2 separate regions of the Arachis hypogaea genome follow, and region 2 is linked to region 1. A link is a contact called in public Hi-C data. All regions are on one chromosome and are shown on one strand. The core of a region is the stretch at or near the end of the contact, and the rest is flanking DNA. Distances in the headings are between cores, read along the strand shown. Region 1 holds the start of LOC112722843 (transcription initiation factor IIF subunit alpha). Region 2 holds the start of LOC112722846 (serine/threonine/tyrosine-protein kinase HT1).

Region 1 (4,511 bases), core at 1,808-4,307:
AAGGGCCTTAATAATCAACCAAACACAGAAAAGCAATGGCATACGTTTTCTGTTTTAACTTTCTTTGGTTGAGCACTATTAGATGCTTTTGAATCCTCATTTAATTTCCTCTTCCCCTTTGAAGACTTAGAAGTAGAGGGAGTCCCCCGAGCAGTTCCTGATGCTGCAGGTTTTAACGGACTATTGTCAGCTGGCTCTTCCTTAGGTGCATCCTTCTGCTTTGGAGCAAATGCAGCAGGGATGCTAGCATCGTCATTCTCCTAGATGAAATAAAATGACCAATTAATGGATGAAAAATGCTCACGTCTAATTCATCGTGCAAGTGCAAAAAGTTGTGCCTCACCAAAAGATATTGTAGTTTGTACCGAGCTATATATATCTTCCATGTAATTGGAAGTAAAAAGAATAATGGAACAATTATAGTTGCAGCTAACAAAATAATAGAGAAGTGAAAAAACATAAATGAAGAAAATGAAAAAGAATAACCATACATCTTCGTCATCGTCATCATCCTCGGCATCAGATTCATTCATGCCACCAGCTCGTCCAAGCAACATCTTCAGCTCTTTCCCAGATTTACTCAGACCTCCTCCATCTTCATTATCTTCATCCTCATCCTCCTCATCCTAAAATAATATATTAGTGTAGTTTCATAATAAACCAAGGGTGAGTACCAAGAGGGTTAGTTCCTAAAAATGGGTTGCAAAATAATTGAAATTTACCTGCTTGATTTCAGGAGGAGCAGGAACTTCAGGAGCCAAATCTTCCCTTTCCTCGGGATCATTGCCAACAGCTTCATCATCATCAGTGAAAATCTCTTCGTGTTCCCAATCATCACCTAAAAGATGTGCATACGTATGATTAGCAAGAAGAATAAGCATATACATGAAGATTTCAATAAGATTAATAACTTCAAATAAAATTAAGTAAAAAAAAGGCCATCTGTAGGCCAAATTAAAAGTAATTACTTGAATTGAATGCAACCAATAAGCAAAGGATACTAATGAGAAAATACACTACCTAAGCCCACCAGGTTAATAGTCGCAATGACTAGTCATGGTTAATATTAACAAGTACACTACACTGGTGTTGACAATGTTCTCTTTCTCTAGCTAAACTCCATTTTTTTTCTTCTTATAAAAAAGTTCTGTAGTTATAACCATCAACAACATCTAAGGCAGTCAACTCCCAATATTTGATTCACTTAGCATCCAATTTGCTCTTCAAATTGACTCTCTAGGCTATATCCTCCACCAAGAATACACGTATAAAAACACTGAAGCAATCAACTGAAAATGATGAATAAAACTTCACAAAAAGGAGAATTGATGTGTAATCTAAAATAACTGCTTTGTAGCATTTTCATCAGAAAAATTAACTTACCCTTCTCAATATCATCATCATCCTGATCAAGGTCTCCTCCCCTTGGACCTTCTTCATCGTCATCGCCATCTCTTTTATCAAGTCCAAGTCTATGCTTCCTTGTTGCCTCCTCCTCTTCGTCCTCCTCCCCCTTATCAGAGACATGACCCTCATCATCATCACCACCTTTTTTGCGGCCTTTCCCGGCAGTGCTCTCCTTCTCTTCAAATTTTGCACGTTCACCAAATACAGCAGGTCCATTATTTGCAGCTTTCATCATCCATCTTTCATATCCATCTGCAGTTTTCTTTCTATTCTTAATTTTCTCTTCTGCTTCCTCCAGAGTCAATTGCTTATACTGTGCAACCTTGTTAAAGTTGTACCTAAAGATTTTTTTACGAAAAGAGAATAAATATGCATTATTATACATCTGCATTCTTCCTTTGATTTGACTGGTAAGCGCAACAAAAAGAAAAATAAAACTAAAACCACGGGAAAATTCTCAGAGAGGAACACCACCCTTATTCTGAAAAGAACAAACATACCAAGAACCAGCAGGAATGGCAACAAACTCCTTCCTTTCCATCATGAGAAGGTAATATGTAGCTGATTGTGCACCTTCGAGATTACCCTGGTATTGGAACTGACCCGTTTCATCCTCCAACAGCCAAGGCTTGTTCTTGTACTTCTCCTATGACATACAATAAGCAAATATGCAGGAAATAAACATCTGGGATTTCCATGGTGAAAGCAAAAATACAATGCTAACATGTCAAGCTTCAACGAAAAATATTAGATAAGGGGAATATCACTTTCAATCCCATATCATCAATTTGCACATGGAAGGATGGATAAGATTCAATACCCGCAAAGCATCAGTAATTTGGCGGTTCTGCAGTCCATCCTTCTGAAGGGACCACTTGTTTTCAGCACTTTTCTTCTTAGAGAAATTAGGCAACCCAGTCACGAATCTTCCAATGAAGTAATTTTTGTCAGTGGTTGAGCTTGCACGAACATTATATTCCTGTCACAAACAACACCATTGACCATATGCTTTCGTTAATCAGCAAATAACAATAACGAAAGAGTAAAAATGCTAGTTTGTATATGCAACTGTCGTAATGCTTGCAACGAAGCGAAAGGAATTAGAATGCCATGCCATCGAAGAACCAAGTATGAATTATTAGGTGGAAAAACAATAGAAATCCGGGAAGGGAAAAATGAATGAATGAACGGAGACATCGGAATTGAAATCGAACTCGAATCAAGCGAGTGATGGTGGCGCCACAGTCGAAGCATTTGGCCTTTTTCTCAGCCATGGTCTTGCCGCAGGTCAAACAGAGAGTCATGTGCTTGCAATTGCTTCCGTAAAGGTCGGTGGTTGATCCACATCCACCGCACGACGCCTTCAGTTGCAGGTCCATCGACATTTTCCCGGTAATCAATCAATCCAAAACGCTAATTCGCAAGAGTCTACGGTTTCATGTAATAAATTCAATAGCAATTTTTGGTGCGCATCTTCTAAGATTTTAACTCAGCGGCGCGCACCACCGATTTGTAATGTTATGTATGTAATAATATCTACGACGACGGTACGACACTGAATTCATCTCCCGACTTTTCCTCAGATTTGAGCATTCTCTCAATAGGCTTGGCATTTTATAGCACTGCGAGGTTACGAACCCATCTGAGCTTGGGCTTGCACATTAATTGGGCCTTTAAATAAATTTATTTTTGAATAAATATCCTATTCGGTCCTAACTTTTTTTGTCCGTGGGAGATATTACACCTTAATCATTCTTAAATCTCAATTAAGTCTCACCCATTAAGAAAAATAAATAAATTGACCATTGCTACCAGATGACAAATAACCGTGTCAAGTGTCACCTCCAAAAGGTTGCAGGAACTAAAAATCTCTCTTTTCTTTTTCTTCTTTTTTTTCATTTTTTTCCTTCATCAAAGGCGAATTTTATTGTCATCCCTTACACAACCACTAAATCCTCATTTTCATTCACCTCAAGAATTCATGATTCAAAACCCTTCCAACTCTCACCATCCAAAACCCTTCCAACTCCTTACACAACCACTATTTCACGTTGCTTCACAAGTCTCTGACTTTGTGAGCCAAATAGAAGAAGAAGAATAGAAGAATAGAAGAATAGAAGATACAGAAGTTGAAGAATTGAAGCGTGGCATGCCGCATGCATACTACATAGTATTAGGGGATTTTTATTTTAATAAATAAAATAATTATAATAATTATTGAAATAAATAATTTAAAAAATATTTACCAAAATAAATGTCCTTCCCTTATCTCGTTTACATTATAAACGAGATTTGCATGTATCTCGTTTACAGTGTAAACGAGATAAGACAGGTGGACGCAACACATGTATAGTGTAAACGAGATACGTATATTTATAAATATAAAAATATAATTTCTGAAAATAATAAAAAAATATTAATAATATCAATAATCCAAACTTTTAGCATGCAATTAATACTTAAAAAAGTTGGTAGAAGAGATTAAAATGAATATGTTTGATCAATTAATATTCAAAAAAAGTACATAAAAAATTGAGAAAATAACCATTTTTAACCATGAAAGATTCGAACACTGACATTTTTACCCATAAAAAATGAAAATTAAAATTATACCCATGAAAGATAGGCTTTTGCAGACAAAATTATCCGAATCCTAAAAAATTAAATACAATTCCCAAATTACCCTCATAATATATCGGGTAAAAAAACAAAATAAGCCATGGTTGGTTTAATATTACACGAATAAGCCAATGAAAAAATTGATTCAACAATCAACCAATGTGCATAACTATGTAATTCGAATCACCACGATTCGAACTCAATTTGAATGTAGTTCGAATTAGTGCAATTCGAACTACTTACACGCATGCATCCAACGTAATTTGAATTGGTGCAATTCGAATTAGCTTAACTTAATTCGAAACATGCTGATTCGAATTAGCATGATGTTGCAACCCTATATAATTCGAATCTCACTGATTCGAACTATGCACGTTTCACCACTAGTAGTAATTTGAATTGGGGTGTTTCGAATTACATATTGGTCAATTCGAAATGTGCTAGTTCGAATTAGTGAGGATGTTCACGTTTCGTAATGTTGGTTC
Region 2 (4,114 bases), core at 937-3,436, 130 kb before region 1:
TTATTAGAACTTGTTTTATAAGTTATTTGAATGCTGTTTTAATATGCGGCTGAGCATTACAGAAGTCTGGAAAGATAGATGTGATTGTGTCCAACGCAGCTGCAAATCCTTCTGTTGACCCCATCTTGCAAACCGAAGACTCTGTCTTTGACAAGCTTTGGGAGATTAATGTCAAAGCCTCTATACTTCTTCTCAAGGTAACCATATCTTTCTGTCATGTCATCTCCATTTGATGAGCTAAGTTTCTAATTAATGTGTTAACCACCTTTATTATTCTTGCAGGATGCAGCTCCTCACTTGCACAGGGGTTCCTCTGTCGTTATTGTTTCCTCTATTGCCAGTCTCAACCTGCCTGCTTCTAGTTCTATGTATATATGTATGGAGTGACCAAAACAGCCCTTTTTGGACTTACCAAAGTAGGTACTTCACTTGCCCTGCAAAGTGTTCCTTCTGAAACTAACAAAACTGCATATATCTTCGTGTTTCTTTACTCTGATAATTATTTGTAATATGCTGCATAGGCTCTGGCTGCTGAGATGGTCCCAAACACTCGTGTTAACTGTATTGCTCCCTGTTTTGTGCTAACAAATTTTCCCTTGTTTATTACTAGTAATGAAGCTACTGTGAGTAATCTTTTGACTTAAATATGCTTTTCTTGTCTCAAATCTCCTTCCACACTATATCTTTGTGTGCTACTGCAGAGGCTACAGCTTGAAGAAAAGACATTACTTGGAAGGCTTGGTACAACGGAGCACATGGCTGCCGGTGCAGCTTTTCTGGCATCAGATGATGATGCTTATACGACGGGAAACTCTAGCCATTGCTGGGGGAATGCCATCGAGGCTGTAGCTTACGTTTCCTTCTTAGTTCTTATAGTATGTTTCTGCTGTTGGATATAGTTCTGTACCCAAGGGGGGGAAAAGTATTCAAGTTGTTCTTTGCATGTTTAAAAAGTGTTATTTGATGTATGCATGACGTATAATAATTAGATGCGAAAAAAAAGAACAGTTTATCTTAATATTAAGTGGTTTTGAAAGGTTTTCTTTTCAGTTAGTCTATGAAAAGCTTAACTAGAAAGTGAGCCTAGAAATTTGTTAGTTTGTATTGCGATTTGCGAATGTGAAAAACAAGCTAAACTGATGCAGTATTTTAGTTTTTGTTTTAGCTTTAGCAACTCCTTTTGTTTTGCAAAGGCCATTTACCAGACTCGGGCCTCAGCAGCTAAACAAACCAACCAAAAAGAACAATAAGTTTGAGAGCATACAGAAAAAGCATAAAATATCTTTCTTTACGAATTTTGCTTCACAAAAAGTGCTTTCCTTAGAATCTTAATTAAACAAGAGTTTAGTGCAAGACGGAAGTGTTTTTTGATGAATACACACGGATCTCTTTTTATGAATAATGTAATTGAAAGCATAAATTTACAGAACATTTAGCTGGTAGATGTTCAAATGAACTTTGAACATAGTTTGGCCTTTGGAGTTTGGACAGAAGTTTTTACCTAAATAATGGTTTTGAAGTTTTTTAGACAACCCAACATTGAAATATTATGGTACCATTGATGGTTTATTACAAGGTACAATAGTTTTTGGTTCTATTTTTCATAAGTCTATTTCATAATTTCATTTCTCAAAGCATTAGCCTTTAATCAGAATCCACACCTTTGAATTTATCATAAATGGGCCTGATTCTGTGCTTAGAATCTTTGCTTTGCAAAATTGCAAACCATTGCTTGGAGATTAAGCTTCGATGACCCGCAATTGAAATGCTTCTTCCAAAAACAGAATGTTACCCCTCTTATCACGTTGTTATCTTTTAGTTAGTGCTCTATTGATTATTTCAATGATGGAATAAAGGAGAAACCCAAAATAATAAAAATCTTCAAGGAGGAGAATAGGAATTAGAAGCCAAAATGCGAAAATAGTTCATCCAAATCCATCAGTAAGGTACTATACTTTGTACCATTTAAGTACCTAACCAAAAGAAAAAAGCTTCATATATTTCTATGAAGAAGGGAAGATAGTAATAACTTGCAACTGGATCAAACGGTTCATGACTTGGCACTTGTCAAGTGCATTACTTTTTGTGCCACATGTATTCTAGGACTTTTTGGGTCCCAACCCAAGAAAGTTGGTGCTTGCTACAGTTAAAGGATATATCCCAAAGTCTGAGAAGACTGCAAAGTGCAAATTGTTGGCTAAGCTGAACTCAAGCCTCAAATCTAATCAGACTTTGCACTGTGGCCACTTATATAAACATTACATTCATTGATAAATGATGAATGATGATGATGCATGCAATAAAAGGAAACAAAGTAACCCATAACACAAACTAAAAATAAAGGCTCTCTTTTGAACCAAGAACTCACGAGACACCCCTGAATCAGTTCTTCTTTATGCTGCTAAACGACCTAATCCTCCTGATTCCTGATCCATCCTATTTGTAGAAACCGTGAAAGAAAAAACTGCTTCTTCTTCTTCTTCTTCCTCTTTCTTTCTCTTCCAGAATTTCATTTTCATGAAACTTCCATGCATTTGCTTCCAATTCTTGTTAAACAATGAAACCCCAGCATCCCTTATTGTTTGTGTCTCTGGTTATGTGTGATAGTAAGAGTTCTTGTTCTTGAAAAGTGTGAGAAAAGCTTGACATGAAAAAGTGGCCTTGTTCCATACCACACCTTTCTGTTCTCTTGTTAAAATCCAGAAGGGTCTTCTCTCAAGACGTAAATGAATCATTTTGATGCATGCTTTTCGTTCTTTGTTGTTGGAGCCCGTGTTTCGGAATCCGTTTATGGCTTCATGCACTTCCTGAAATCGGTTCACACGTTCAGAAGGAAAGCTGTTCCATTTGACTGTCTTTTCTGACAAGCATCACAGACATACAAAACCATAACTTGAAATAAATAAAGCATGCAATTCACAAGAGCTTCTTCAATGGCTGGCTCATGCTTCCATGGGCTTCGCATGCGAAGGTCGAAGAGTAAGCCTTTACCGGAGCTTCCTCCTTCATCGTCTTCCAAGAAAAGGATGAATTCTGACTTAGAGAACATGGAGAGAAAGAGATTTGACAGCTTGGAATCATGGTCCATGATATTGGACTCTGAGAATGTGGAGACATGGGAAGCTTCTAAGGAGGATCAGGAGGAGTGGACTGCAGATTTGTCACAGCTTTTCATAGGGAACAAGTTTGCATCTGGAGCTCACAGTAGAATCTACCGTGGAATTTACAAGCAGAGAGCCGTAGCTGTGAAAATGGTGAGGATCCCGACACAGGACGAGGAGAGAAGATCCTTGCTTGAGCAGCAGTTCAAATCTGAAGTTGCTTTGCTTTCACGTCTCTTTCATCCGAACATAGTTCAGGTAATTCCAAGGGTGTTTATGTATATTCAACTTCTTGTCCTTATGCTGTTTTTGTTTATTTAGCTTCATGCCAGTTTGGTAATTGTCTTAAGATAGAAATATAGGAGACAGATTCTACTTTTTCATCTTGTTTTCTGTCCCATTGTGTGTTTGATTTTGGAAATTATCCTGTTTGAGAGTTCAAAATTCAAGTATACATTTATGCATTGTGAACTATCTATTGTACTTGATCATATTCAAGTTAGAGGTATAAGTTTAATTTCTTCTTTGAAATGACTCTTTTAATTTTACAGTTTATTGCAGCTTGTAAAAAACCGCCAGTGTACTGTATCATAACAGAATACATGTCACAAGGAACTCTGAGGATGTATCTGAACAAGAAAGAGCCATACTCTCTTTCAATTGAAACAATACTAAGGTTAGCTCTTGACATATCTAGGGGTATGGAGTACCTTCACTCGCAAGGCGTCATCCACAGAGATCTCAAGTCAAATAACCTTCTTCTCAATGATGAGATGAGGGTTAAGGTGGCAGATTTCGGCACATCTTGTCTCGAAACAAGGTGTCGCGAGACCAAAGGAAACATGGGAACGTATCGTTGGATGGCGCCAGAGATGATTAAGGAGAAACCTTACACTCGCAAAGTTGATGTGTATAGTTTTGGTATTGTGCTTTGGGAACTCACAACTGCTTTACTTCCCTTCCAAGGAATGACCCCTGTCCAAGCTGCTTTTGCTGTTGCTGAGAAGGTCACA

The links. Hi-C and Micro-C count contacts between places; a contact is called where the count stands out from the background.
Region 2: a contact with region 1 is called in a Hi-C map of leaf, with 5 times the contacts expected there. The contact joins the promoter of LOC112722846 here to the promoter of LOC112722843 in region 1. A contact is called at or near these places in 2 of 8 Hi-C or Micro-C datasets (both in leaf).

The regions. Positions count from the first base shown.
Region 1 is chr11:136,779,884-136,784,394 of arahy.Tifrunner.gnm2.J5K5, reverse strand. LOC112722843 (transcription initiation factor IIF subunit alpha) reads right to left here and starts at 3,057. Exons shown (of 9, transcript XM_025774021.3): 1 at 2,622-3,057; 2 at 2,228-2,386; 3 at 1,908-2,053; 4 at 1,384-1,745; 5 at 723-838; 6 at 492-626; 7 at 45-260. The coding sequence starts at 2,792.
Region 2 is chr11:136,909,520-136,913,633 of arahy.Tifrunner.gnm2.J5K5, reverse strand. It overlaps LOC112722846 (serine/threonine/tyrosine-protein kinase HT1), which reads left to right and starts at 2,186. Exons shown (of 4, transcript XM_025774024.3): 1 at 2,186-3,359; 2 at 3,653-4,108. The coding sequence starts at 2,910. It also overlaps the pseudogene LOC112721919.